Regions from separate parts of the Mus musculus genome. Here regions 1, 2, 3, 4 and 6 are each linked to region 5. The links are chromatin contacts, called in public HiChIP or PLAC-seq and promoter capture Hi-C maps. All regions are on one chromosome and are shown on one strand. Each heading gives the region's core, a stretch centred on a gene start, on an enhancer-like site or on the middle of the called end of the contact. The rest is flanking DNA. Distances are from core to core; before and after follow the strand shown. Region 1 overlaps Napepld (N-acyl phosphatidylethanolamine phospholipase D). Region 2 holds the start of Fbxl13 (F-box and leucine-rich repeat protein 13). Region 3 overlaps Dnajc2 (DnaJ heat shock protein family (Hsp40) member C2). Region 4 holds the start of Napepld (N-acyl phosphatidylethanolamine phospholipase D). Region 5 holds the start of Rsbn1l (round spermatid basic protein 1-like). Region 6 holds the start of Lrrc17 (leucine rich repeat containing 17).

The links. Promoter capture Hi-C pulls out the DNA fragments that hold promoters and counts their contacts. HiChIP or PLAC-seq counts read pairs in DNA pulled down with a chosen protein or histone mark.
Region 1: a promoter capture Hi-C map of hippocampal neurons shows a contact between it and region 5, with 2.1 times the contacts expected there. The contact joins the enhancer-like site here to the promoter of Rsbn1l in region 5. A contact is called at or near these places in 7 of 39 promoter capture datasets (the 3T3-L1 cell line, hematopoietic stem and progenitor cells, hippocampal neurons and 3 more), 7 of 115 datasets of contacts at active chromatin or transcription factors (astrocytes, bone marrow-derived macrophages, large pre-B cells and 3 more) and 1 of 9 other capture datasets (liver).
Region 2: a contact with region 5 is called in a promoter capture Hi-C map of pre-B cells, with 8 times the contacts expected there. The contact joins the promoter of Fbxl13 here to the promoter of Rsbn1l in region 5. A contact is called at or near these places in 19 of 39 promoter capture datasets (the 3T3-L1 cell line, 3T3-L1-derived adipocytes, the C10 cell line and 12 more), 1 of 15 datasets of contacts at CTCF or cohesin (large pre-B cells), 7 of 484 Hi-C or Micro-C datasets (CD4 T cells, the HPC-7 cell line, cranial neural crest and 2 more), 19 of 115 datasets of contacts at active chromatin or transcription factors (the NIH/3T3 cell line, the SCID.adh cell line, T-cell acute lymphoblastic leukemia and 15 more) and 3 of 9 other capture datasets (adipose tissue, embryonic stem cells and liver).
Region 3: an H3K4me3 HiChIP or PLAC-seq map of bone marrow-derived macrophages shows a contact between it and region 5, with 9 times the contacts expected there. The contact joins the enhancer-like site here to the promoter of Rsbn1l in region 5. A contact is called at or near these places in 3 of 39 promoter capture datasets (the C10 cell line and liver) and 3 of 115 datasets of contacts at active chromatin or transcription factors (bone marrow-derived macrophages and large pre-B cells).
Region 4: a FOXA1 HiChIP or PLAC-seq map of pancreatic cancer cells shows a contact between it and region 5. The contact joins the promoter of Napepld here to the promoter of Rsbn1l in region 5. A contact is called at or near these places in 11 of 39 promoter capture datasets (the 3T3-L1 cell line, the C10 cell line, embryonic stem cells and 5 more), 5 of 484 Hi-C or Micro-C datasets (CD4 T cells, embryonic stem cells, muscle stem cells and 1 more), 10 of 115 datasets of contacts at active chromatin or transcription factors (the SCID.adh cell line, astrocytes, bone marrow-derived macrophages and 7 more) and 3 of 9 other capture datasets (adipose tissue, liver and macrophages).
Region 6: a contact with region 5 is called in a promoter capture Hi-C map of cranial neural crest. The contact joins the promoter of Lrrc17 here to the promoter of Rsbn1l in region 5. A contact is called at or near these places in 2 of 39 promoter capture datasets (the 3T3-L1 cell line and cranial neural crest).

Annotation. Positions count from the first base shown.
Region 1 is chr5:21,679,763-21,684,001 of GRCm38.p6, forward strand. Napepld (N-acyl phosphatidylethanolamine phospholipase D) reads right to left here. Exons shown (of 5, transcript NM_178728.6): 2 at 3,394-3,703. The coding sequence starts at 3,687. Among named protein-coding and RNA genes, the nearest start is that of Gm51277, 8.0 kb to the left of the region's middle. Within about 2 kb of position 1,714, at least 46 of the 459 cell types and tissues checked have an H3K27ac peak or open chromatin away from gene starts, as enhancers often do. A contact at or near this core is called in bone marrow-derived macrophages, hippocampal neurons and memory CD8 T cells, where this site is marked.
Region 2 is chr5:21,642,696-21,647,249 of GRCm38.p6, forward strand. It overlaps Fbxl13 (F-box and leucine-rich repeat protein 13), which reads right to left and starts at 2,910. Exons shown (of 21, transcript NM_001199632.1): 1 at 2,767-2,910. The coding sequence starts at 2,841. It overlaps Armc10 (armadillo repeat containing 10), which reads left to right and starts at 3,311. Exons shown (of 6, transcript NM_026034.5): 1 at 3,311-3,540. The coding sequence starts at 3,408.
Region 3 is chr5:21,766,087-21,770,129 of GRCm38.p6, forward strand. It overlaps Dnajc2 (DnaJ heat shock protein family (Hsp40) member C2), which reads right to left. Exons shown (of 17, transcript NM_009584.4): 8 at 2,560-2,651; 9 at 2,351-2,472; 10 at 470-619. Among named protein-coding and RNA genes, the nearest start is that of Dnajc2, 17 kb to the right of the region's middle. Within about 2 kb of position 2,620, at least 8 of the 459 cell types and tissues checked have an H3K27ac peak or open chromatin away from gene starts, as enhancers often do. A contact at or near this core is called in bone marrow-derived macrophages, where this site is marked.
Region 4 is chr5:21,698,577-21,702,787 of GRCm38.p6, forward strand. Napepld (N-acyl phosphatidylethanolamine phospholipase D) reads right to left here and starts at 2,820. Exons shown (of 5, transcript NM_178728.6): 1 at 2,629-2,820.
Region 5 is chr5:20,948,865-20,953,164 of GRCm38.p6, forward strand. It overlaps Rsbn1l (round spermatid basic protein 1-like), which reads right to left and starts at 2,958. Exons shown (of 8, transcript NM_001080977.1): 1 at 2,393-2,958. The coding sequence starts at 2,921. It overlaps A630072M18Rik (RIKEN cDNA A630072M18 gene), which reads left to right and starts at 2,125. Exons shown (of 1, transcript NR_030699.1): 1 at 2,125-4,300.
Region 6 is chr5:21,541,729-21,545,659 of GRCm38.p6, forward strand. Lrrc17 (leucine rich repeat containing 17) reads left to right here and starts at 1,799. Exons shown (of 4, transcript NM_028977.1): 1 at 1,799-1,991. It overlaps Fbxl13 (F-box and leucine-rich repeat protein 13), which reads right to left. Exons shown (of 21, transcript NM_001199632.1): 12 at 1,932-2,061.

The DNA.
Region 1 (4,239 bases), core at 464-2,963, 730 kb after region 5:
GCCACCATCAAGTGGCTCTGTTGCTCTGTGCCCATGAGGGGCAGCACAGCATGGTGGGGGATCTACAGCAAGTCCCTTACATTCCTGCCCAAAAATGAAAGAAAGGAGAAAGGAATGAGAGTCCCACTTTTTCCTTCAAGGGCATGCCACCAATGGCCAGGAGACTTCCTACCGCCCCTACCTCTGAGTGCTTCTACCGATTCTCAATAGCATGAGGCCGAAGAATAAACCTTTAACACATGAGCTGTGCAGGTCAAGTAAGATTTAAACCACAGAGGAATGTCTCCCAGGACTGGGAGAGAAAGAAGGCCACACAGTCAGGGAGGAGCATAAAATTGGTTCCCATCTCCCAGAGCCCCACTCTTTTTTACCCAGCCACGCTGGGGCAGCCTGTTTGCCAATTTGACAGCATCCTCCAAGTCATGAAACTCACAAGTCATCTGTTTCCCTCCCCCTAACATGCTGCCTGCCCAGGGTTATTTTTCATTTCCCCTCTGTAGGTGACTATGAATCATAATAACAATCAGACAATGTCACGGAGCCAACAACAACACAAAGCAACAACAGTCTCTGAACAATGTGTGGCCTGTGAGCTGACCGACACACTGCCCTAATGTTCCAGAAGAGACAAACAGACAGACAGACAGACACCCGGAATGGCCCAGGGAAGAAACTCTTTCTCGCCTGACAACTAAACTGTGTATCCTGTTTCTGACCCACTTTCTTTAGAATTATCAATTAGTGTGCACATTAATCATACGTTTCCTTTACAGCACTTTCAGATATGTAGGTAAACAAATGCAATATACTGTAACATGCTATAAATAACATAATATATAATTATCCTATGTAAATATTAATTTCTTTTCCGAGTAGTGACTTAAGGCCATGATCTACTCATAAAATGACCTCCAGAAATCTGATTAAATCTGAGCTGACCTCAGGTCTCGGGCCCTCACCTACTTGTCCTGCTATTGTTTCTGTCTGGGGATTTGGGATCTGTCACTGCCCTGGGGAAATGCTCTTCCTCTCAGCATGGTTTTTTTTAATGTGTTTAAACACAAAGTTACAGTTTTCCCAGAAGTAAGGGAAGCCAGCATGCATCTCATCTAACTCTAGGCTTTCACAGAAGACAAGGAAGAGGACAGACAAGATGCCATCGGTGAGGCACACACTGGAGTAGTGCAAAGGTGTTTTCTTTCAGATTATACCGAATTCATTCTTAAGTGGCATATTCAAAGATATGAGTCCCTTTGGTATCTTTTTAATACACTGAAGAATGCAGCCATACATAGCCCTCCCTCTCACATCTCTGCTGACTCACCACTCCTCTGGTGTTTTAATACACACACAGCTGGCTGACTTAGTCTATTCATGTTTTAGCACATAACAGAGTGTGCCCGGCACACAACACATGCTCAGTAAATACCAGCTAACTAACCGAGTGAACGGAGAGACTTGCGGCCCTAAGATCCACACCAGTGCAGCCAGGGGCAGTGCTCCTCTATGGCTTTTCTTGGGTTTCCAGGAGGGACAAATATTTCCTTAAGACCCACTGGCCTGGTAGGTCCTCAGAGTCAATCCAATTTCTAGAATCTCTCAAACCTGAAGAACTACAACTGTACGTTCATGCAGCCACTGACTCTTCCAAATGAAACAGCCAGCACTGAACCTCTCACTGACAACCTCTATTTTTAGAAGCTGTGGTTCAGAACAAGGAAGAGATTCACACCAACAAAAACCACACAACTCACCATCCTGACCTTACACCCTAAGCCCTCTCCTCCCAGGTTGAATGTTTCTTCTCAGATGGAGTTCATCAAGGGGGATGGCGAGGGGGGAGGCCAGGTGAGAGGGTACACACCTGTAAACCCAGCAGTCAGGGGCTGAGGCTGGCAGATCACAAGATCAAGGCTAGTGTGGGCTATCAGTAAGTTCCAGTAAGTACCAGTAAGTTCCAGTAAGCACCAGTACGCTCCAGTACGCTCCGGTAAATTACATAGGAAGCTGAGTCTCAAAAACAAAAACAAACATGACAGTTTCCTTGTCCCTTTGCCTCATCCTAAAAAGCTCTGAATATAAATGTTTATCTATTAATCTCTAGCCTAATTCAGAAGGATCTTAAAAAAATATCGAGGCCAGGCATGGTGGTACACTCCTCATGGCACTTGATAATTTTACAAGTTTGAAGCCAGCCTGGGCTACAGATCAAAACCCCGTCTCAATCAACAAAAGCAATTTATCGGGCCCCAGGTTTAATCTGCAGCACAGCAAATATATGCATATATGTGTTTGTATACATGCATATCTATATATAGAGAGAGATATAGATATACCATATAAAGATGACTATGAATATTTCTAGCATGGAAGTGATAGAAGATTTCTTTTTTTCCCATCTCTCCCCGCTTCTAGTCCCCTTTTCTTGAGCCTTTCTGTATAGCCCTGGCTGTCCTGGTACTTACTATGTAGATCAGGCTGGCCTTGAATTCATAGATCCACCTGCCTCTGCCTCCTAAATGCTGGGATTAATGGTGTGCACCACTATTCCTGGCACCATATAAGATTTCCAATCCTATATCCTTTAAAAAAAGACAAGCAACATTTATCAAACAGATCTAATGCCAGAATCCACCTCCGCTGGCACAGTCCCCTTACCTCTTCCCACTGTAGATCAAAGCCTTCAGGAGTGCCCCTAACTCCCCAAAGGGTAGGCAGGATCAGAGTTAAAGAAAGATGTCAGGAAGTACAGGGGGAAACTAAGGAAGATTTGAAGGAAAGAAGATGCCCCTGTAATGGGAACGGTCACCCTCTCATGCACCCCTGCCAAAGCCTACCTTATGCTAAAAGGGGACAAATGACACCATAGCAAAGCTACTGTCCTTAAAGGCTAACAGACAGTCAGCCTTCACAGCTCTGCAAAGGACATCAAAAGATTTTTTTTATAGCAGCATCGGCCAAGTACAAGTATTAAAGGCACACTCTAGGTCATGGCTTACTTTGCAAGATCCATCCAAACTTCTACTTTCTAAAATGCATCATGCATTTTCTCATCTTCATCTGGAAAACCTCTGCAAAACAGTTTTCTAGGACCACCACACATACTCCAACCCTACCAGTCAGATCTGACCACTCCACCCCTCTGTTTCTAAAACACTTTACCCCAGCCTCTGGCTACAGACTGGAAAGATTGTTTACACATTCTGTGCTACTGCCCAGGACCCGCAGGGTGTGGTCATAGGACCCATTTGTTTCTTCAAAACTTACAACTATGTCTCATCACACAGAAACACCACAAATCACTAAGTAGAGGCCCATACCTCCCAGACAAACTAAGTCATGTATATGTACACAAAGCACACAGCCATTCCACACCAGCCACGTGCTGCCCACCTCTTTGGAACCTGGAACGCCGCTGTGATTCTTCTCCATTATCAGCCATCTGAGCACATTCGGGATGGAGATGTTTTTCCATGTTGGCCATGGGTTAACAAATCTCCCGTCTTTTCCTTTCTTTGATTTAGTTACGTCCTCCTCTAGTCTGTAATCCAGCTTGAAGCTTTTCCTGGAGAACCTAGAAGACACACTTCCTCCTGAATTCTGCACTGAATTCTGGCGCTTTCTCAGTGTTTCTTTTGGATACTGATAGCTTGGCGCTGGAGACTGGCTGTCCTCATACTCATCCATGTCCCTCGGCGAGAAGCTTTGAAAAGCAAAAGGAAGAAGGAAAGGGGACATTACCAAGTTTAACAAAATCAACAAAACATATTAGAAAGCACCATTCTCAGCCAATGGTATTTCCCCAACCATATGAGAGCATTTATTATGTCTGTATTGATTCAAAACTTCTGGCTGCAAAACAGGATTTTAAGATCCAGTATTTCTGCTTGCTAGAAAGAAAAGTGTTCGCCTTCCCTATCGTATCGACCTGCCAGCCAAGCCTTTCAAAAGTCCCTTCACTGTTGCAACCTAAAACATTATTTCCCTAGCCAGCGTTTAGACATAAGCGTGTCTGTGTGAGTGCCATTCTACAGAGTAAGCAGAAGTACTATTATGATCTGGATAGAAAGCCTCCCCAGCCTCCCCAAATGGCTCGCGTGTTACAGGCTTGGTTCCCAACAGAGCTGTTTTCAGGGGTGGAACTTCTGTGACGTGACTGGATCATGGGGGCTCTGCCTTCATCAGTGATGGGTCCAAAATCTCAACCAACCACTGGGAGCCGACCACTGGGCACGGACA
Region 2 (4,554 bases), core at 1,660-4,159, 690 kb after region 5:
TCGAGCTCAGCTCTTCCCTCTAGAGTGAGGAAAGGGAGGACTTTCTCTGCTGAAGAATGCATTGTGGAGAATGTCTACTGTTCTCTTTTACTTGATAGCCAACAAAAAAAAATCACTCAGTGTGTAGAGGTAATTACTGGAAGAAAAGAAACAACAGACAACAGACCCAAAAATTATCCAGATGTTGAAGGAACCTGTGTTTCTTCTTGTTTTTGTTTTATTCAGGCTTACCAAGTGTCTTGAACTCAACATGTGGCCCAGCCTGGCCTCAAAGCAAGCCTCTTGTCCTAGCTCCCCAAGAACTGGGATTATAGACATGTGTGACCAGCTTTCCAGAGAGTGATTTTTACAAAACAATCATTAACATGTTTGAAAACAGGAGATTATAGCAAAATAGATGAAAAAGTATCTTTATAATTTTAATAAGTGGAATGCATTAAAAGGAATCAATGGGCATTCCAAGACTGAAAAATACATTATCTACAATTAAGATTTCACTTATTGTATTCAACAGATGGGATGAGATGTAACAAAAAGCAGAATTAGTAAAGTTAGCAATCCACTAAATAAGTCAATGAAAAATATCCAAAATATCATCCAGAAGACAAAAAAGAGGTAGCTGGACAAAAGCTAAAACAGAGGACAAGGGTAGAATTTTATTATATTCATGATTGGATTCCTATAATAGAAAAGAATTGGGTAAAAATAACAATAGATTTAAGTAATTGGTTCCAAAACCAATGAAAATTAAATATCAATCAGCAGATTCAATAAGCTTAGTAGATCAGGCAAGTGTTGTGGTTTTGGTTTGGTTTGGTTTGGTGTTGAGGTTTTATTTTGCTTATTTTTTGGTTGTGTTTTTTATTTTTGAGTCTTACCATCCCTATGCCTGGGCTCAAGCAAGCTTCAGCCTCAGTCTCCCTGGCAAGTAAGAGTTTACAAACCATTACAAACCACTGGCATGGGTAGGCTTTGGTTTGGGTTTTTCCTTTATCAGAGTGTACACAGGTTTGTAGGGAAACAGTGTTGTGGATGGACAACTAGGTTTACTTAGAACACACAGGCAATGTTCAGAAGAGGTCAAACATGCATAGATAACTGCAACAAGTACAAAGTACAGAGAGACCTGGCAGAATAGAAGTCACCTTAATGGTCTGAGGGAAAGTGAATGAGTGTGCCCAAAACCTGTCTTGCCCCTGCTGTTAATGTGTGAGCAGAGGTGACTGAAGGGATCATCTGGATAAAATCACGGGGAAAAGCCATCCTAAAAGGAAGTGTTGTGCCCAATTGCCCTGGAGGTTGAATGGCACTCTTCTCTCTCCCTTAGAACTCCCTCATTCGCCCCATTTCAGAACTCCCGCTGTATCACCACATAACATACACCGCGTAACATAACATACAGATAAATGGGAGTCACCAGTGATTTCTCAGCTCCCTGCCCCCAGGAGTACAAAACCTGGTTTTCAATACCATACTGTCCTCCCGAGGCAGGGCAGAATGAGGGGACTGGAGGGGACTGGAGGGGACTGGAGGCGGAGGTAGAGGAGGAAACCCTGCTCCTTCAGAACTGATCTACTTTCACTGCTCAGAAAGGACTTTAAGTCTGCGGGTAAGAACCTAATGGACTTCAACTGTGCTCACTTGAGGCTGGGTGCTGTATCTCCAGACACTTCAACCAAGGATGTCGAGGCCAGTAATTAGGCTCTGCTTACATAAGGTCAAAATGACACATTATCTTGAATTCCTGGCCTCCCCACTCCCAGAACTAAATGAAGCTGTTCATAAATGCACTATATGTTAGTTACTGAGAGAAAAAGAAACTTCGGTTTTTAATCTAACTTTGTTACAGACTATACTCTTTGGGTGATGTTAATAAAAGGGGAATGTTTATCCTTCTGGGACTCTGGGGTGGTACCCAAGGAGGGTTTTCCCTTCTCCTCTGATAGGGGGAAGGGGGTAGTGGGGGAGGGGCTTGTAAGGGACTGGGAGGGGAGGAGAGGGGTGGGCTGCAATCGGGAAGTAAGTGAATAAAGAAATTAAGAAAGAAAAAGAAAAGGGGTAGTAGTTTCTTGGCAACATTTAGAAATGTAACCTTGAAAGTCACAAGAAAAAATACTGATGTCAGCATTGTGAAGACAACACTTAAGGTCGACTCTCCCTTCAGAAGCCCGCAATTGTCTGACCAGGTGTGTTCTACTCTCTCTACTGGAGCACCTTTGTTCCTGCGTTTAATGAAGCCAGCTTTGCTTCATACAAGTTGGCCCCGAAATTCATTTCTTTGTTGAAACCAAGACCTCAGGTTTTGCTTGGTGGCGATCTCTAAAAAGGTGTGTTGTGAAGCTGTGTGTAGAGGCAGGTGACTCTTCTTCCCTCCTGCTAACAACGAGGCGGGGCGAAGCCTACACCCAGAACCCCTCAAGTCTTTTGTCTTCAAGTGGCTCACCACTCACTTCTTGCTCAAGACGCTCTTCCATAATAGAATTTAGTAGTTGACACTTGGAGATTCCAACCCAGGCCCTGTGCTCTTTGCGCCCCCTGCAGATTGTCACTTTCCCCCGTCCCCTTCCTTTGTCATCCCCACCTGGGCTTGGTTTTAGCCACCGGCACCCTTCGGTCTTCTCTAACCTACCCTTCTCTCTCTAGTTACCCTAAATTGACTTCAAGCTTCCCCATCCTGCTCCTTCTTAGCTCCAGTTCCGGGAATCTCCTTGCCTCTCCCAGTTTTTCCCCGCGCCCACTGTGTGAGAGGCTATGTGGCTGCAGTACCTCACAGATTTGAGGAATGTACTTGTCCCTGAAGTAGCTCCTTAGCCTGGGGGTGGCACTGCGTAGTGAAGCCATGGTCAGAAGCAGGACTCAGAATGCGTTTCATAGGTTACTGCTGTTCACGTTGAGGAGGAGAGACGCGCCGGAGCGTTGCCTAGCAACCACAAAGGAGGTGCCAAATAGTCCAAGCCTTTCGCGAGATGAAGAAAGAACCTAGCAGGGAGGGGGCGGGGCAACTGGGGCGGGGCGGGGCGATTGCAGAGGGGCGGGGCAGAGAGGGGCGGGGCGAGTGCAGAGAGGCGGGGCAGAGCGGGGAGGGGCGGGGCAGGACAGTACAGGCCGGGGCCGGGTAAAATGAGAGGGCTGGACGGGAGAGTGAGTGTTGGGGCGGAGCTAGGGTCTGTGTTCAACGCGCCGCAGTCCCGGTCTTGGTCCAGGAAAAAGCTGCTTGCACTAGGGGCATCCCGCCTGCCTGGTGAAAGGAACCGCAGCACACAGGGTGGGAGGGCTTCCGATTTTAGCAGGGCGGCTTCCGGAAGGCGGAGCTCCAACCCCATTTCCTTTCTCTGGGCTGGTTCTGGCCCAGCTGCACCTGCGTGTGGCCCTGGCTCCTCGGCTCCCTGCAGCTCCGAGGCAGCAGCATGGGTGGCGCGCGGGACGTGGGCTGGGTGGCAGCAGGGCTGGTCCTGGGCGCCGGCGCCTGCTACTGTATCTACCGGCTGACTCGGGGACCGCGGCGAGGCGGTCGCCGACTGCGCCCTTCGCGATCCGCAGGTGAGGCGATGGGCTGCCCGGCAGGTGGACTGGTTCGGGGCTCCGGACCCACCTCAGGCCAGGCTGGGTTGGAGGTGCCCTAGACACCCGCGACTGCATGGGGAGAAAGGCTGGAGGTAGACAGACGACTCTGGAAGCCCAGGTTGCCTTGGGTGGGTCCTGAGCCGCTTCCCTGCTCCCACTTCTTTGTTTAAAATAAGAGCTGAAAACATTGCCCGAAGTGTCCTGTTACTTCCCTTCGGCTTCACAGCCAAGAGCTGAGGTTTCTCCGAGCCAAGTAGATTGCCTCTCATTTTAAAGTTTTACCTGAGCTTTTGTGTTGTTATCAAAGAGATGCCCCTTACTGTGAGAAGGTTCTCAGGGGCCTCAAGCCTGGGTTGAAACTTTGCTCGTGCTATGTGAAGAATGGATCCCTGAGATGCAATTCTGCCAGCACTTTGTGGCACCTGTCCTGGGAAGTACCTTTAAGTCATCCGTAGCGTCCCTGCAACCGGGGTGTGTGTGTTGGGAATAAGAACCACAACCAACAGGAGACACACCCTTCTAAAAGGATGGCTTAAGTCGTGAAAACTGTTGGAAAAACTATTTGAAATAAAACCTGCCAACCAATACCTGCTTGCCTCAAAGGTAGAGAAATATATTTGTTTTTAAACTGAGGTTGGTGGGAGCTAATTGCCCTTCCCTAGAACAAAAATAAGGCACCTTTAAAGGCAGGTAGAAAACACATCTTTGGGTTGTACAACTAGCATTTACTTTTCAAAATTTGCACTTACTAGAAGGGACCAGGAACAACCATGGATTTATATTCCAGCCTTCCATTTCCTCCAGGAAATGCTGTAAGAAAGGGGAGTGCACAGAACCTTCCCCTTTGGTCACAGAGGAAAGCAGTTTTTGAAAATGAGCATTTGCCCTTACAAAGCCTGATTTGTAGGGTGCTTGTTTGTGTGTGGGTTTTTTGTGGTTTTGTTTGTTTTTTCTCTCTGTCAAATATTTCTATACAAGAATACTTTGGTG
Region 3 (4,043 bases), core at 1,370-3,869, 820 kb after region 5:
GTTTGCAAACTGTCTCATTGACTGTCTCAGCTACAGGCACAAAGGAGGTAAGTGAGCACCAAGGTTTTGCAGTTACCTCCGTAGGGCCCCATGGCTGCACACTTCAAGGCCAGGCTAGGCTACATGAGATGCTCAGTTAGGCTGCTGGAAAAGCTCAGTAGTTAAACACTTGCCGTGAGCCTGACTAAGTTCAATTCCCAGCACTGTAAGGAGAGAACTGACTCCCACAAGTTGTCAGCTGATCCCCACACATAGACTATTGCTTGTGTGTGTCCACATACACACATAGAGAAAGAATGTAATAAAAAAGACACTCGGCCTCAAAAGAAAAGAAAAATCAAATAAAAACAGAGCAAACCTCCAAATATGCATTTCAAGATAACACATGCATGTGTTTATGCGTGGTGAAGCACTTTCACGCTTCAAGGCGAGCGCTCATGCGAGCAGCTACCCCAGCAGTCTGGCATACCTTGCACGAGTTCCGAAGTTTCTGCCTTTCCTTTTTAATGGCTTTCTTCTGGATATCTTTTTCCTTCTTGGCCAACAATGCTTGCTGTCTAACTTCTTCCTCTTCTTTCTCCTTAGCCAACCGAACAGCTTCTAATTCAGCTTGTCTTTGCTTTAAAAAGATGAGCAAAATCATTATTTAATAAAGAAGCTAGTGCTTGTAAATGCATTATGATCTTATTTAAATGTCCAGTCTTTTGATGAATTAGATCAAGATGATATCAACTTAGTGATTGTACTGGCTAGCTTTGTGTCAATTTGACACAGGCTGGAGTTACCACAGAGAAAGGAGCTTCAGTTGAGGAAATGCCTCCATGAGATCCAACTGTAAGGCATTTTCTCAATTAGTGATCAAGGGGGAAAGGCTCCTTGTGGGTGGGACCATCTCTGGGCTGGTAGTCTTGGTTCTATAAGAAAGCAGCTGAGCAAGCCAGGGGAAGCAAGCCAGTGAGTAACATCCCTCCATGGCCTCTGCTTCCTGACCTGCTTGAGTTCCAGTCCTGACTTCTTTCAGTGATGAACAGCAATGTGGAAATGTAAGCTGAATAAACCCTTTCCTCCCCAATTTGCTTCTTGGTCATGATGTTTGTACAGGAATAGAAACCCTGACTAAGACAGTGGTAAATAAAGGTAAGGAGAGCCGACAAAATTCTACAAATTATAAAATTTTACTTATTATAAAATATAAAAGCCAGGCGGTAGTGGCACATGCCTTTAATCCCAGCACTTGGGAGGCAGAGGCAGGTGGATTTCTGAGTTCGAGGCCAGCCTGGTCTACAAAGTGAGTTCCAGGACAGCCAGGGCTATACAGAGAAACCCTGTCTTGGAAAAAGAAAGAAGAAAGAAAAGAAAGAAAGAAAAGAAAGAAAAGGAAAGGGAAAGGAAAGGGAAAGGAAAGGGAAAGGAAAGGGAAAGGAAAGGGAAAGGAAAGGGAAAGGAAAGGGAAAGGAAAGGAAAGGAAAGGAAAGGAAAGGAAAGGAAGGGAAAGGAAAGGAAAGGAAGAAAGAAAGGAAGGAAGGAAGGAAGGAAATATAAAACAGGCAGTTAAAAAATAAAGCAAGGGCCAGAGAGATGGCTCAGCAGTTAAGAGCACACTCGAGAACCCAAGATTGGTTCCCAGTACCCAAGCCTTAATTCCATCTTCAGGGCATCTAATGTCCTCTCCTCCTTCATCAGGCATGGGTACACATGTAGCATATAGCACAGACATTCACGCAGAAACACAAGTTAAAATAAAAATAAATCTGACTAAAAATAAGTAAGTCTGGGTGTAGTGGGCACAACTTTAGTCCAAACACTGCAGAGGCAGAGGCAGAGGCGCAGAGATACAGAGGCACAGAGAGGTGCAGAGAGGCAGAGGCAGGCAGATCTTCCAAGGCCAGCCTGGTCTATACAGTGAGTTCCAGAGCAGCCAAGGCTATATAGTTGAGACCCTGCCTCAGATAAAGCAAAACAACTTAAGAAATAAAAGAAAGTTGAAGGATTTTTGAATGATGTATTTTGTTTGTTTAGTAAGGAACTGTTGTAAGACACCTAGTCAATTTGTTAAGATTCACTCACAAGCCAGGCATAAGTGGCTCATGCCTGGAATTCAAAGTGAGACCCTGTTTCAAAATGTCAGAAATAGGTTTGGTGTGGTAGCAGAGGCAGGCAGATTTCAGTGGGATCAAGGCCAGCCTAGTGAGTTCCAGGCCAGGGCTACATAGTGAGAGCCCATCTCAAAACAAACAAGTAACAACCATATCAAACCTTAAAAGCCATCGCTCAGAGTGGTACTCAATTCCGTTTCTAATTACTCCACCTTCAGGACTGAAGCCTTTTGCAGCCCTCCATGTAGCCTTACCTTTTCTTTGGCTTCCTGCTCCTTCCGCCTGGCCTCTGCTTTTGCTTTCTTTTCTGCTTCTTTCTTGGCCTTTTCTTCTTCCTTAAATTTTTTTATCCTTGGGTCACAACTGTAAGCATTATCTACCCAAAAAATATGGTAATCTTGTCAATGTCTAACATTCAAAGAACGTAAAAAATTTTTGTGAAAACCCCATTAACTCTACTTACCAACTAATGTTCTTATTCTGTTCATCTCTTCCTTTTTCCTTTGTGCCCTCGTGGCTCTGTTCTGCTTTTCAATCCACTTCCTCTCATCACGGCTGTAAGACAGAAAAAGTCAATACCAAGCAAGCACTACAGATGACTGGAAAACAACACTTTATAAATTCAGTGCAAGTGTCCTAACAATGAAGCCGCTATCCCTCATTCCTGTTATTTAAAGGGTGGTTTCATTTAGTATTAATTTTCATTGCTTTTCTTGATATTTATGTAAAAAGAATTTCCCTACACATTAATAAAGAAACTAAAACTAGCTTTGGCAACCAAGAGAAGACCTTATGGAGCCGAACTATTTTGACACTATTTTCCTTGACAATTTCTTAGGTGTATACTAACCTACTTGGCCCCACCTAGGCTTATATACTGGGGCTCAGAGAGAAGGCTCAGAAACTGAAGCATTGCTGTTCTTCCAGAGGACCCAACTTAGGTGCCCAACGCTCACACTGGCAGCTTAGAACTGCATGCAACTCTAGTTCCAAGTTCTAGTTCTAGTTCTGTGCTGGGCTTTTGAGGCACCAGGCATGCATGTTGTGTATATCCATACATGAAGGTTCTCATAAACATACATCCAACCAACCAACCAACAAACAAACAAACCCCTATTACCAAAATGTGCTTACTGGGATGACAGTGGCCATGATTCAGTTGTGGGGTAACCACCCACTTTATGATTTGGATTTGAGGTCTACTCTGGAGCATGGAGTTCATGACTGATAATCTAAACTTGGTCAAAACCTCATGGATAGAAAGGTTATAGGCCATAGTGGGGAATCAACTATTACTGTTTTGCTAAACGAAAATGTTGTCAAGTTGCCGTCCAAGTATTGTATTTATATCCGTAGGCTGTGCAGCTCTCTCTAAGTCAGGAGGTGGTTAATGCAGACTCCTAACTTGTCGATGTGCTGAGGGTAGCTGACTGGAGCATTAGAGTATGGCCCTCACTCCCTGACACCCAAGGGTTCAGGAACATCACAGAATGGAAGAAGACAGACTATGGCAGCTGCAGGATGTGCAGGGGTGCTGTGAAATGTCTTCTGAACACGCTGGGGCCCCTGCAGTCGTGAATGCACAGAGCTGTGGCAAGATTAAGCCTGTCCAGAGCCCTCATGGGTGGAGGAGGAGAGTGTGAGGGCCACTCATTCTAACTGAGACGCTACTGGCAGGTAAAAGTTGCTGGGGGGAGGGGAGTAATTTTTCTCAGTAGTGTAGCCATGAGTAAGGTGCTCACAATCCAGCAAATAACTACACGTAAGCAAGCACATGCTGGTGAAAGAAGGAAGGGCAGAAAGACAGGAGCATGTGTGGCAGGAAGGTTTCCAGAGGAGTGGGAGGAGGCGAGACGGTGAACATGATCAAAACACATCCCACGCGTATATGAATTACCAGAGAACAGACACTTTTTAAAAGCTGGAGAGTGACAAGATGGTGCCAGT
Region 4 (4,211 bases), core at 1,570-4,069, 750 kb after region 5:
AAAACAAAACAAAAAAAGTGTAAGTTATAATACATCATTTAAGGTTAGTTGGCAGTAGAATGAGTATAACTATGTATGGACTGCTCCTGGAGCTAGCCAAGAACATACATAGCATGGTGTAAAAGTCAATTAGTTAAATAAAAACAGAATAAATGGTTACTAGGTTCAAAAGATGGGTCAAGTAAAGCAGTAAGTTATAGACATGTAGAATTCTTCAGGAATGTAGTCGTTAGAACGACGATTGCGGGCTGGTGAGATAGCTCGGCGGGTAAGAGCACTGACTGCTCTTCCGAAGGTCCTGAGTTCAAATCCCAGCAACCACATTGTGGCTCACAACCATCCGTAATGAGATCTGACGCCTTCTTCTGGTGTGTCTGAAGACAGCTACAGTGTACTTACATACAATAATAAATAAAATCTTTGGGCTGAAGTAGGCGGAGGTCCTGAGTTCAATTCCCAACAACCACATGATGGCTCACAGCCATCTGTACAGCATACAATGTATGCATATACATAAAATAAATAAATAATAAATCTTTAAAAAAAAAAAGACGATTGCTTCAACCTTGCAGTGGAAATCACTGGAACTGATTTTCATGCCAATGTTATACATGCCTAATAGTACTTCAATTAAACCACTTTTACTTGTATTTATTTTAATCTATAGTACCTACATAGACAGGGCGCTCCATGCAGCCACATTCTTACTCATATAGAATGAAAAGGAATGGGAGACCCCACTCTAGCTACAGCTATGCACCACTAAGAGAAACACACGCATACATGCACACACAAATACACATACGCACTCGTGCACACAGAAAACAAACTAAAGTGAAAATATAAACTAAATTTCCACAAAAATCCCTTTGGCTTTCTAAATACCTAAAAGAATATAAGACTTCTTTCAAACAAATAGGTAGGAGTGACTCAAAGAACTAAAGTATAACCAAAACCTTTTCCAATAAAACATCCCTGACCTTATGACAGAACCCTTACGTTAAAATGTCTTTAAACAGTCCCACTGAACAAACATTAGAAAACAGTTTTGCATAGGAGGCAACAAAATGAACCAGCCAGTACCCCTAGACCTCCCAGGGACTAAACCACCAACCAAAGAGATCAAATGGAGGGACCCATGACTCCAGCCACATATGCAGCAGAGGATGGCCTAGTTGGTCATCAATGGGAAGAGAGACTCTTGGTCCTGTGAAGGTTCTATGCTCCAGTGTAGGGGAATGTCAGGGCCAGGAAGCGGGAGTGGGTGGGTTGGGGAGCACGGGGAGGAGGGAGGAGATAGGGGGTTTTTGGAGGGGAAACCTGGAAAGGGGATAACATTTGAAATGTAAATAAATATCTAATAAAAATAAAAAATAAAAAATCATCAGTTTTGGAATCAGAATCTGTCTGATCGAGTTTGGAATTGTGGGTGGAAAAGGAAACATGATAAATACACTAGAGATGTTTGTCTCTTGGACACTTGCTATATAATTCGTGAAGGGATGAAGCCTGTAAAAATATTAACAAAATAAAATCTTTGAAAATTATGACTGTATTTCCAATTGACTTACACCCATTTCAAACCCTCGATTCCTCTTAGATTCTGATTTTAAATGCACATTTTTGCCCTAAATCTTTAACAGAGCTAACATTTCCTTACAACAAAAATCAAACTATTTTTTTTAATTAGACTGTTGTAAGATACAAGTAATCACCCTTTTAAAGATTATGTAACTTCTTTCTAAATCATGTTGTTACCACTAACTTCTACCCAATGTGACAAAACAGAACTGTTATACGTCCATCTGTTAATAAAGATGAAAATTATTTCTTAATTTAAGAGAAGTGTGTTGCAAAAGTGGCTTTCTGACTTCATGCTAAGCCAAAACCACCCATGCAAGTCACAGCATAACAACGTATAAACAGCCTACAGTAAGGGCAAAGCAAGAATCCCAGACTTTTTTTTTTTTATGTTGTTGACTTTTCTCAATCCCTTAATGTTTTCTGGGTCTGACTGTTAGTACACATTATCCAGGTTCCACTGGAGACCTTGAACGCATATTCACAACAACCGGGTTCATACCGCGCTCCTTGGGAAGAGGAGTCCATATGAACCGCCATCAAGAATAGCCGATCTAATGAGCAAACACAGTACAAAAGAAAGAAAAGGAAAAAGAAAAGAAAGAAAAAGGTCTATTGCCATCCTTCTCTAATCCCGCCTCGTACTTTTATTCATTCTGTGGTTAAATAAGTTACTCTTACTTTAAGAAAAACGGCAATAATGCTTTGGGGATGGATTTTTTTAGGACATAAATACTACACCGAAGCTGAAATAAGTTGCTCTGAGCAAGTTGTGGACCCCATTCATTTACATACAACCAAATGAAGATACACCCACTTGTATTCCTATCGTGGAGCTGTAACCAGGGAGTCTGCAGCAGGAAGGGTAGATCTTAAATCCCAAATACAGCTACTTCCCTCTGGGCGCCTAAAAACGCGGTGGCTCTTCACGTAAGCGGATCCAGAGATGCAAGCTCCGCAACTCCAGAGGTGCGGTAATTCAAAAGAAGCCTGCCACTCACAAGTGCATCTCCAGGAGGAGGCAGGGCTTGGGTGCTAGAAACCTACTCGAAACCCGCTGCACTTCACCGAGGTATCCGAACAGCCCCAGAAAGGCTGTTCCACGCAGATATCGAGACTAAGGAGCAAACCAACGAAAAGGAACCGCGGTCGCCGAACCGCCTCCCGCGAAGATCCAGGCTAACAGCAGGGAGGCTCACCCGCAGGCGCTCAGGTTCCCGGGAAGGCGGCGCGCTGTATGTGGGCGGGGCCATGCCGGTGGGCGGCGCTGGAAGGCGGGGGGCGGAGTTGGTTAGAGGGCGGGATGAAGCGAGGCTGCTGGACGGAGCGGAAGCTCGAGGGGCGGAGCCATCTTGCGAGGGTGGAGCGAAGGGGCGGGCTCACCTTGCGCGGAGCGCAGGCAGGCGCGCGCTGCGTCGCGTCTCCTCGCCTGAGGGCCTCGGCTCTGCGGGCCCAGCCGCTCTACGCCCTCCTCCCGCGTCTCTCCTCCCTCGGCCCGGCCACCCCAGCTCCGCTGAGGACACCAACAGCTGCACGCAGCGCCTCAGCACGCGCCGCCTCCCCATCTTTGGTGGCGGTCGTCTCTGACCATGCGGTCCCAGGCTGCAGCCGGGTCATACCGGGAGCCACCCCCTGCCTGGCCTTTACCAAGATGGCTGCCCCGGAGGACAGAGGCGCAGAGGCCTCGAGGCCATCTTGGTAAAGTCCGCGCAGCGAGCAGAACTGATACCGCAAAGCTCTCTGACCAGTTTGGCTCCCAGCCTTCCAGGTCACGTGAGCTCATTCCTTGACAGTTGCTAAACCCAGAAGAATCTGGTTGCCCAATGTGCCTGTCGTGGCCCACTATGTACAACAGCACTGACAGTCTTGACTAAAGAGCTCGGTTACAGACACTGATTATATATAGTGAGTACTGAGTATAAATGGCTCCACTACCTTGTGTACTCAGTTACATTTTAAATTATGTCAGCCTTCGGCATATAATGTTCTAAATGTCTGGCTTTTTGAAATCTCAGGATAAGATCAAAACATAAAATTACAATTCTGAAATTCTTAACTGGTTGAAATTATTTCAAGAGATAACTTGCAAAGTCATACAGAATTCAATGGTAAATAGATAGGCTGACAGTTTAAATACTCTTGAAGGTCTTTGTGAGATATATTCATAGACCAGAACTAAATAGATTGTGTCTGAGATTGTGTTAGCAAAAAGAAAAGAAAGACCAGGCATTAGTACAGATACGCTAGGAATATGCAAACCAAACTATAATGCATTTAGAAAGTGACTATAGCTATCTAATACTGCAGGACACTATCGATGTATACTTGATTTCCTCAGGGTAGTTTGCAGTTGTAACTGATTGTTTTCCTTTTGCTAGTTTTAAGTGTAAAACTAGCAAAAGTTTAAAGTTTATTCCTGATAGCTCTTTTGCGCCTGGGTGGGGCTGAATAATTCTCGACATGCATTAGCAAATTTTAAAAAAGAAGGGAAGACACACTTCAAATTCAACCCCAAAGGACAGACTGCTATTACTGCTTCGATTCCTAGCATCCTTGCTAGGGAACTTTAAACATGTCATTTCTTGCCCTTATTCCATCAGTCACTGTGAACACATTTTATATACACAAAA
Region 5 (4,300 bases), core at 1,708-4,207:
CCTGAGTTCAATTCCCAGCAACCACATGATGGCTCACAACCATCTGTAATGTGATCTGACGCCCTCTTCTGGTGTGTCTGAAGATAGCGACTATGTACTCAAATAAAAATAAGTAAATCTTTAAAAAAAAAAAAGAAAAACTAATCACCTGTCATCCACTCTGGAAGATCTGTATATAATGCACAGAAAATAAACACTGTCCTGTAAATCAGTATGTGTATACTTGAACTGCACCTGTAAAACAAACGCACCTAGACCCTGATACTTTGCTACCACTTTTTTGTTAAAGCAGGACCCAAATTCAGTTAAACTCAAACTCTAGAGTCCAACAAAATAATGAAAAGCTATCTTTTTAAATTTAATCTTTTCTCAATAAAATAAGTGTTTCTGTCCTTCTGTCCAAAAGAAAATAAAAGTATTTAAAGTTAGTGGTGAATATACAGCCAGGTGTGGTGGCCCATGCCTTTGCAAATCCCAGCACTCAGGAGGGCAGGCAGATCCTCTGAAGTCACCCCAGTCTACATAGTGATTCTAGGACAACCGGGGCTATACAAGAGACCCTGTCTTGAAGACAAAACATCAACATCTAATCATCCCATATAGGTCATGGGAACTCTCTTCCCCACATCTTGATGTAAAGACTATCACTGTTTAAGTCTGAGGGATTACTACATTTATTGGAAGGGCACACTAGTGTCACAGCTGACCTATGGAGATCAGAGGACAACATATGGAGAGCTGATTCTCCCCATCTTAGGGACCCTGGGAATTAAAATCAGGTGGTCAAGCTACACAGTAAGTGCCTGAACCATCTTAACGTTCCCAAACGGATTTTTTTTTTCCTTTCAGTTCTGCATCTTGTCTTTATTCTGCCTCACGAACATGGTCAATTAGCTTTACAGACTTTCTAAGTCATGGGGAAATAACCTTGGATTTGGGCAAAACAAAATTGATCTTTCCATTTTAACCTTCCCAAATAGATTTTAAATGTTAGTTAAGACTGTAAAAAATCACCATTAACAGACATCTCACTAAGTCATATAGATATATCGATATATCTCACATTTTAGGCCGGTACTATCACCACTCAAAAACTCCAACAATGTAATACCTACACTCACTTCTGCAGAGAACTCAGGAAAAGCAAAAGCGCAGCTTACCCAAGGAAGAATGATACCAAACTGCACATGGACAGACTCTGCAGCATTTTATAACTTAAATCTTATATTTAACCACTGCAACATAGAGATTTAAAATACTAACCATCTAGAACTCCTAAGCAGAAGGAAACTAAATTTCATCCTCAAAGCATTCCTAAGGCAATGCTCCAACTCCCTAGGAGAGCGTTACACTGGGAACAAGGGTACACCGAACCATTAGCTTGGCTTAGATGTTAGCATTCTTTTACATTGTGAATGATGAACTTTTCTATTCAGATAATTTTTCAAGATCTAAGGTACCATTAGATCAGCAAGGTTACTGGCATTTCACCAGCATTCCAAAACAGAACGGAATACTTCACAACAATGTGTGACAATGACAACGTATATTTATATAACCTCGTGATCACCTAAAGATCTACTTTCCAACCCATATCCACTTTGTATTAGTCAGATCTCTACATATCCACAGATGACTAGAATGACCCCTCATTTTAAAGAAAATACGGAAAACTCTGCTAGCTTACATTACAAAAGAAAACTGAAAAACAGTTGGGAATTCCCCCCCCCCACCCCACCCCACCCCCGGCAGAAACACTCTGAAGCCACTTGATCTGGCCAAAAGACGTCAAAACATCCGATTTTATCATTTGCTGAACGAGAAAGAAAGAAGAAAAAAAAAAAAAAAGAATATGGCTGAAAGCTTCTGAAGGGTAGTATTTAAAACAGGACCACGCAAAACACTTTAACAATATGGAATGTGGGCACCTCAGAAACCGCACACTTGGTGCCCTGCGCACGACCTCATCTCCCTAGTAGGGATGAAACATCCTGGTCCCCGTGGTCCCTGGGAGCTTCCAGCTTCCGCCAATACACCCGACCACCCACTTTTTTTTTTTTTTTTTTTTGGACAGGATATTCTGGCGTTGGAAGCTGCGTCGCAAACATGAATTTCCTGCGATCCAGTCCGATCCCTTTCGTAATCTTTAAAAGACCTGTTCTCTTCTGCCTCCCCAGCCAAAAACACACCGGGGAGCGGGGTCCTCTAGACCCACTCCTTCACGCGCGTCCTGCTGCGCGTTAACTGGAAGGCGAAACCGACACCGAAAACCAGGAGTTTCAGCCATCCCCCCGGTCGGCGACCGAAACTCCAGGCTCCATTTACTTCTGGCCCCGCGGAAGGCTGCAGCCCCGCCGGCCGCCGGCGCTCCCCTCCCCCGCGCGGCACCCACCTCGCGGCAGCGGCTTCGCCTCGCCGTTCTCATCCCGGGCGGCGGCGCCGAGGCCGTGCTGCCTCCGCTTCTCCTTCTCGCGCTTCTCCTTGGGTCTGCGCGGCTTGGCGGCGGCCGGCGGAGCGACGGGCGGGAGCAGGACGCGGTGAGGCTGAGCGTGCAGCAGCGAGGGAGTGACCAGCAGTTTGCGCGGCAGCGGCTGAGACGAGGAAGCGGAGGCTGAGGAGACGCTCGGGCTGGCGGAGAAAGAGTAACAGCTCCGAGAGGTGGACGAGGAGGAGGCGGCGGGCCGAGCCGCGAAGCTCCACGCCGCCGGGCTGCCGAAGCTCTGGGGCTGCAGCTGCCCGCCGTTCCCGCCGCTGCCCCCCTCCCCGTTCACTCTCCGCGGCGCCTTCTTCTCCTCGGTGCGAACCTTCTTGGCAGACATAGAGCCCGGCGGCTCCCGCGAGGAAGGCTGTACTTTGCCAGATGCTTCCTTCTCAGAGAGGAGAGCCACGGCGCCGCGAGCTGGGTTCGGCGGTTCCGCCATTTTGCGCTCCTGTTGTATTTACTCTCCGCCGCTCCCCGGAGCGGGGGCGCGGGGCGGGGTGCCTAGGTCCAGGCCGAGCTCCCATTGGGCGCGCTAAACTGAGAGATCCCGGAACAAACCAATCAAAGACGCGGACAGAAGCCGTCGGGGTGGGGTCACCGAGCGGACCTTCATTTGGAGGTCAGAGGTCTTTTCGGCGCGGCTGATGGAGAGCTCGCTGAGAAGGGAGGATCTCCCGACCGTCGCTCGGGAGCCCCGAATCTGCCCGGACCGAGGTAGCGCTGCCGTTCGCTCAAAGACTTTGCCTTGTTTGTACCGCTCTCTCTTTTTACCTTGAGGTGGCTTGGGTCCCTTCTGCAGGTTCTGAAAAACGAGTTCTGGGTTGCTCGTCTCGGAGAAAATTTGTCGAGAGTCCGATCAGCAAAGGCAGAAATGGTGAAAAGTTGCCTTATTTTAACTAAGGTCGTAAAAGTTCGTACTTTAAAAGAGAGTTTTCTGCAGAGCTGGAACTTGGATCACTTCCGATCGTGAAGATAAAAATCACCCACCGTTTGGAGGCTTTAAATTGAGCTTGAGTGCTAAAGGTTTTCACTTTAATTATTCTTTAAACGACACCAGGAAAAAGCCACTAGCGGTGTTTGTAAATGTTTGAAAATGCAGTTAGAGTTCTGTATTTCAGAGTCAGCGCTATGAAACTTCGCCAAGCATGTACCTTGATTTTTATCTCAAAAGATAAGGAATTTGGGGGAATGGGTTACAACACAGTTCAAGCTTTAGACAAGAGCATGCCTTAAAGTCTTAGATCTTTTGTGAGATTAGAATGTAAAGATAACACATGATCATATTAGCTCAGCAAGAAAAAGGAGTTTTCTGATCCCCTAAGAGGGACATTAGCAGTTACTTTCCGCAGCTAACAGTTGCCTTTCAGGAAACTGCAATGGTCTGTTGTTACTCCTCTTTTACTCCAAACCCACTTCTTTAGGACTCGGTGAGGGGAACACATCAAAATCTAACGCTGTTTGTAAATACATTTTTCTTTTTTTGGTTGGTTGGTTGGTTCGTTTGTTTTTTGAGTCATAGTCTTCCAATATTGTCCTGGCTGTCCTGTAAACCAGCCTGGCCTCGAACTCAAATCTTCCTGCATTTGCCCAACTCCCTTTCCCCCAGTGCTGGAATTAAAGAAAGGTGTGTACCACTGCATCTGTCCTCATTGTTTTTAGTTTTTAGAAGTAAATTGTTAATATATAGAGTATTCCCTGAAGCTAGACCCAGAGAGACAAATTTTGCATATTTTCTCTAATGTGTGTAATCTAGTTTTAAAAACACACACACAACATAAAAATAGAAGGGAAATGGGAAAAAGAAAGGTGATGAGCATA
Region 6 (3,931 bases), core at 549-3,048, 590 kb after region 5:
TGTGTGTGTGTGTGTGTGTGTGTGTGTGTGTGAAAACCCTACAATTTTAAACATTAGCTCAGTTTTCAATGACAGATCAGGTATGTTTGGCAGTAGAGCACAGAATCTTACTTGGACTCTACTGTATCTGCTAATAACTGCCTAGAGAGAGAGAGAGAGAGAAAGAGAGAGAGTGTGTGTGTGTGTGTGTGTGTGTGTGTGTGTGTGTAGATGTGTGTAGATGTGTGCATGTGTATGTATGAGTATATATGGGAATGAGTGTGCTTGTACATGTTTGTTCATGTGTGTACGTGGGGCGGCATGAATGTGTTTGTGTGTGTGCATAGACAAGTTTATGTGTGTTGTGGCCACAATATGCATGTACACAACATAAGGCCTACTGTGGGAGACTGTTTAAGGTGAGATGCAGGGAAAGTGCTAAAACACTTACAGTTAGCAAGTTTGGCTGGAGGAATTTTTTGAGCACACAAATTTCTCTCTGTACTTAGAAACACTTTTCTCTGTGGTAGGGGGGGTCTGTGTTTCCTAGGGTCTCATCTGAGGTAGTGTTCTACCCTCCCACAGATGAGACACTATCCTCTTTGATGAGATTGTGTCAAAGGGACAGCTCCCAGATCTGGGAGAAAGACATTCCTAGGCTGTAAAACCATAACAAAGCTTTTTAAAGCAGCTGCTCTCAACGGAAAGCAGAGAAAGAATGTACAATTCCTACAGTCCCAGGTTTTCTTAATAAGTACTTTAGAGACATCAGATGGCCAAGGTCAAAAAGCTATCAGAAATCCAGCCACAATGAGGAAAACAAGGGTACTTCCAACTTAAGTCCTGGTTGGTACTAATGCACGTCTGCACGCTAGTTCACGGAAGTATCCATTCTGTACATTTATTTCAACCTTAGACAAGTCTTCTCTTCTCACCTCTCATACCTAGAACACTAGGAAGTCATGTTCAGGGAACAGTGCAGCTGCATAAGAATTCCTTGCCCCGTGGTGTCCGCCTCCAGGTGCTTATCATGTGACCTACACCATAGGCTTCTAGGCAAAACTGGCCGGTTTATTCTACCACTTGGAACTTTGGTAAATGGGCACAAAACCCTCACAAGGAATCCACTGTATAAAGAGTGATGTCTCACCTAACACAAAAACAGCTCAATCATTGGCAACTACAGCTAGCTGGTTGTGGTTAGACATTTATTTTAACCAGCTCTCACCTGTGTGGCATTATGAAGAACATAGTATACTACTGAAGACATCAATATTGAGACACGAAGAAATGGGAGAAAATTGGTCACAGGAAGGATAGCTTAAGTCTATGGAAACTATAGATAGCAGAAGGAACTGTGGAAGAAGTAGCGAGTGCATCTGAATGCCATATATTTCACATGACTGCCTGCCCAACTTCCCCAATCCCTGTCCCTTCATCTTCAAACAGTTTCCCACCCGAATCTCACATCTTTGTAATATTTAGGATATGTATGTAATGCAGTTTTAAACATTTACGGTCCTTTATGTGGGACTTCTATTTCTCACATTTATTGCTTGTAGCATTTTACCCAGAGAAAAGCCCACGGGGGACCTAACTGCCTTGTCAGGAATCCTGTGTATCCCACCCCATTTGTTTGTATCTTAGTGGCTCTATAAAGTTTTGGAGATTTGGACTCTGCCCTCAAACTGTTCTCAGAAGTGGTCCGTTTCATCATCCAATGAGCTCTGCCTGTTTGTTGATGTGACGCGCCTGTGGACAGAAGCCAGGCGCCTATAGTAGCAATCCTGGAGAAAATTGAAGCAGCTGTGGCCATGTAATTTAAAACCTCAGCAGAGTGTTCTGTGCTCCACGCACAGCATTAGTGCAACATGAGGGCTGGATGCAGCTGGCTCTCGGGAGGACGTCCTCGCCTGCTGCAGGACAGAGAAGACTGAGACTGGGAGGCAAACCTGGGTGCAGCCGGAAAGGTCCAGATAGATGAGCTTGTGGCATCCGTTCCCCAAGTTCAGGTACTGTAAGCCTTTGTCGGTGAACTTTCGGCAGTAAGCCAGACTGAGGTTCTGTAAGTTGTGGAAGTACCTGGGGCGATGGGGCAGAGAGGGGAGGAAGGAGAGTCAAATACTTAGCTTTTCTCAAGTCTTTCTTGAGCCACTATGACAAAGAGACCGAAAGCTGTATTCATCGTGCACTCTGCTTGCAGATGTTCGGCAGTTTTACAGCTGCAGTCTCTCTTGCTGTTACGTGAAGGGGGTGTCAGTGATAGAGAAGATAATGCATGGCTGCATGTCAAAGGGAAAGAAAGGCTATCTGGGAGGATTCCATGAAACTTGATGGGGTAACACTTTTCTTGGCTGGAGGGTGGGTGGAGTCTTGCATGCATATTATTTGAAAGTCTGTTGCTGAAACCCAAGTTAGAGTTTACTCTCTAGTTTTTAGCTCTTACCTTTGCCAAACTACTACATGAACTGTTGAGAAAGATAAACATTTCATAAGCATTTTATGGAAAGTAGCTGTTCCATCATGGTGAGGAATCAGGGCAGAAAGAAGACAAAACCTTACGCAGCAAGCTAAGTGGGCAACACTTGAGACAAATAAAAAATGGGTCTGATTAAAAAAATGATTTAAAAGCCAGAGATTTCAACGTGCATGGCTTTGTGAGTAATGATGTCCTTAGGATAATTAAAAATAACGGTTCAGACTGATATGTACTCAGGAGTTAAACATAGGCTAAGAACATCGAGTAGCTAAGTGGGCAACACTTGAGACAAATAAAAATTACACAGGAGGCTGTCAATCTCACTGGAGTTGGAACAGGAAAGATGCCATTACCACAATGACCAAAATGAGAGCTTCCAGAAGAAAGGGGACCGGGCGGGCATGGGTTGGTTTAGGATGTGTCTGTTCCACCACGTAAGGGCTGGCATTTTCAGGACACTCTGTGGACAAGCTTCTAAGCCCTCCTCAGCATGGCATTCTTTAAAAATGTAAGGATTCTTGCTGCCTCCTTGTGCAATAACTACCAATACGCTCTTAGTCTGGAGTCTGCAACAGCTTAGCGGCCATCGAGTACTCTAGAAGGAGGCAGAGAATGCCCCTCCACCTCTCCTGATGCTTGCAAAGCAAGTTTATCTTAACATAAATGTGAAATAAGATATGCAACCCTTGCCCATAGGTTAGATTTAGCCCTAAAATCAAAACTCAAGTCTATATGATTTAATGGCTCTATTCCGAGGTGAGTTACTGATTGAGAACACACGTTCCCCTCTGGGAATAGCTGTGTGCATGAGATTCCACAGAAGAGCCAAAGCAGCTTTTGGACCACAGTGGCAGTGGGCTGGACCTGGAAAGAGAGAACTCGCTAACATCCAAAGACACACCCCTCTCCTCAGCCCCCCAGTGGACTGAGAATGCTTTCTCTCTCTTTCTCTCTCTCTCTCTCTCTCTCTCTCTTCTTCTTCTTCTTCTTCTTCTTCTTCTTCTTCTCCTTCTCCTTCTCCTTCTCCTTCTCCTTCTCTTTCTCCTCTTTCTCCTTCTCCTTCTTCTTCTCTCTCTCTCTTTTCTCTCTCCTCTCTCTCTCTCTCTCTCTGAGCTTGGGGTGCCATTTCTCATAACATTGCTTTAATGTAGAGATAGAGGGTGGTGAGACAGACAGTACACACCATGAAAAATACACAAGAATTTGGACTCTGACCAAACTGAGTTATAATCAGAGTCTTAATGCTTTTACTATAACTTCCCTATCCCAGTGAGGATTGCTTTCCTGGCTGCCAAGTGAAGACAATAGTCTTTTGTTTAGGAGTTCCCCTTTTGACAAGCCCTTAGCAAACTCTGGAGCTTAAGGCTTTTCTGACCTTCAGTTTTCTTATCTGTCATGGATTTGATCCCATCTGCTCTTGCCTTTGAGAAATGTGAAAAATTAAATGAGTATTCAGATCTAATAGAACTATCA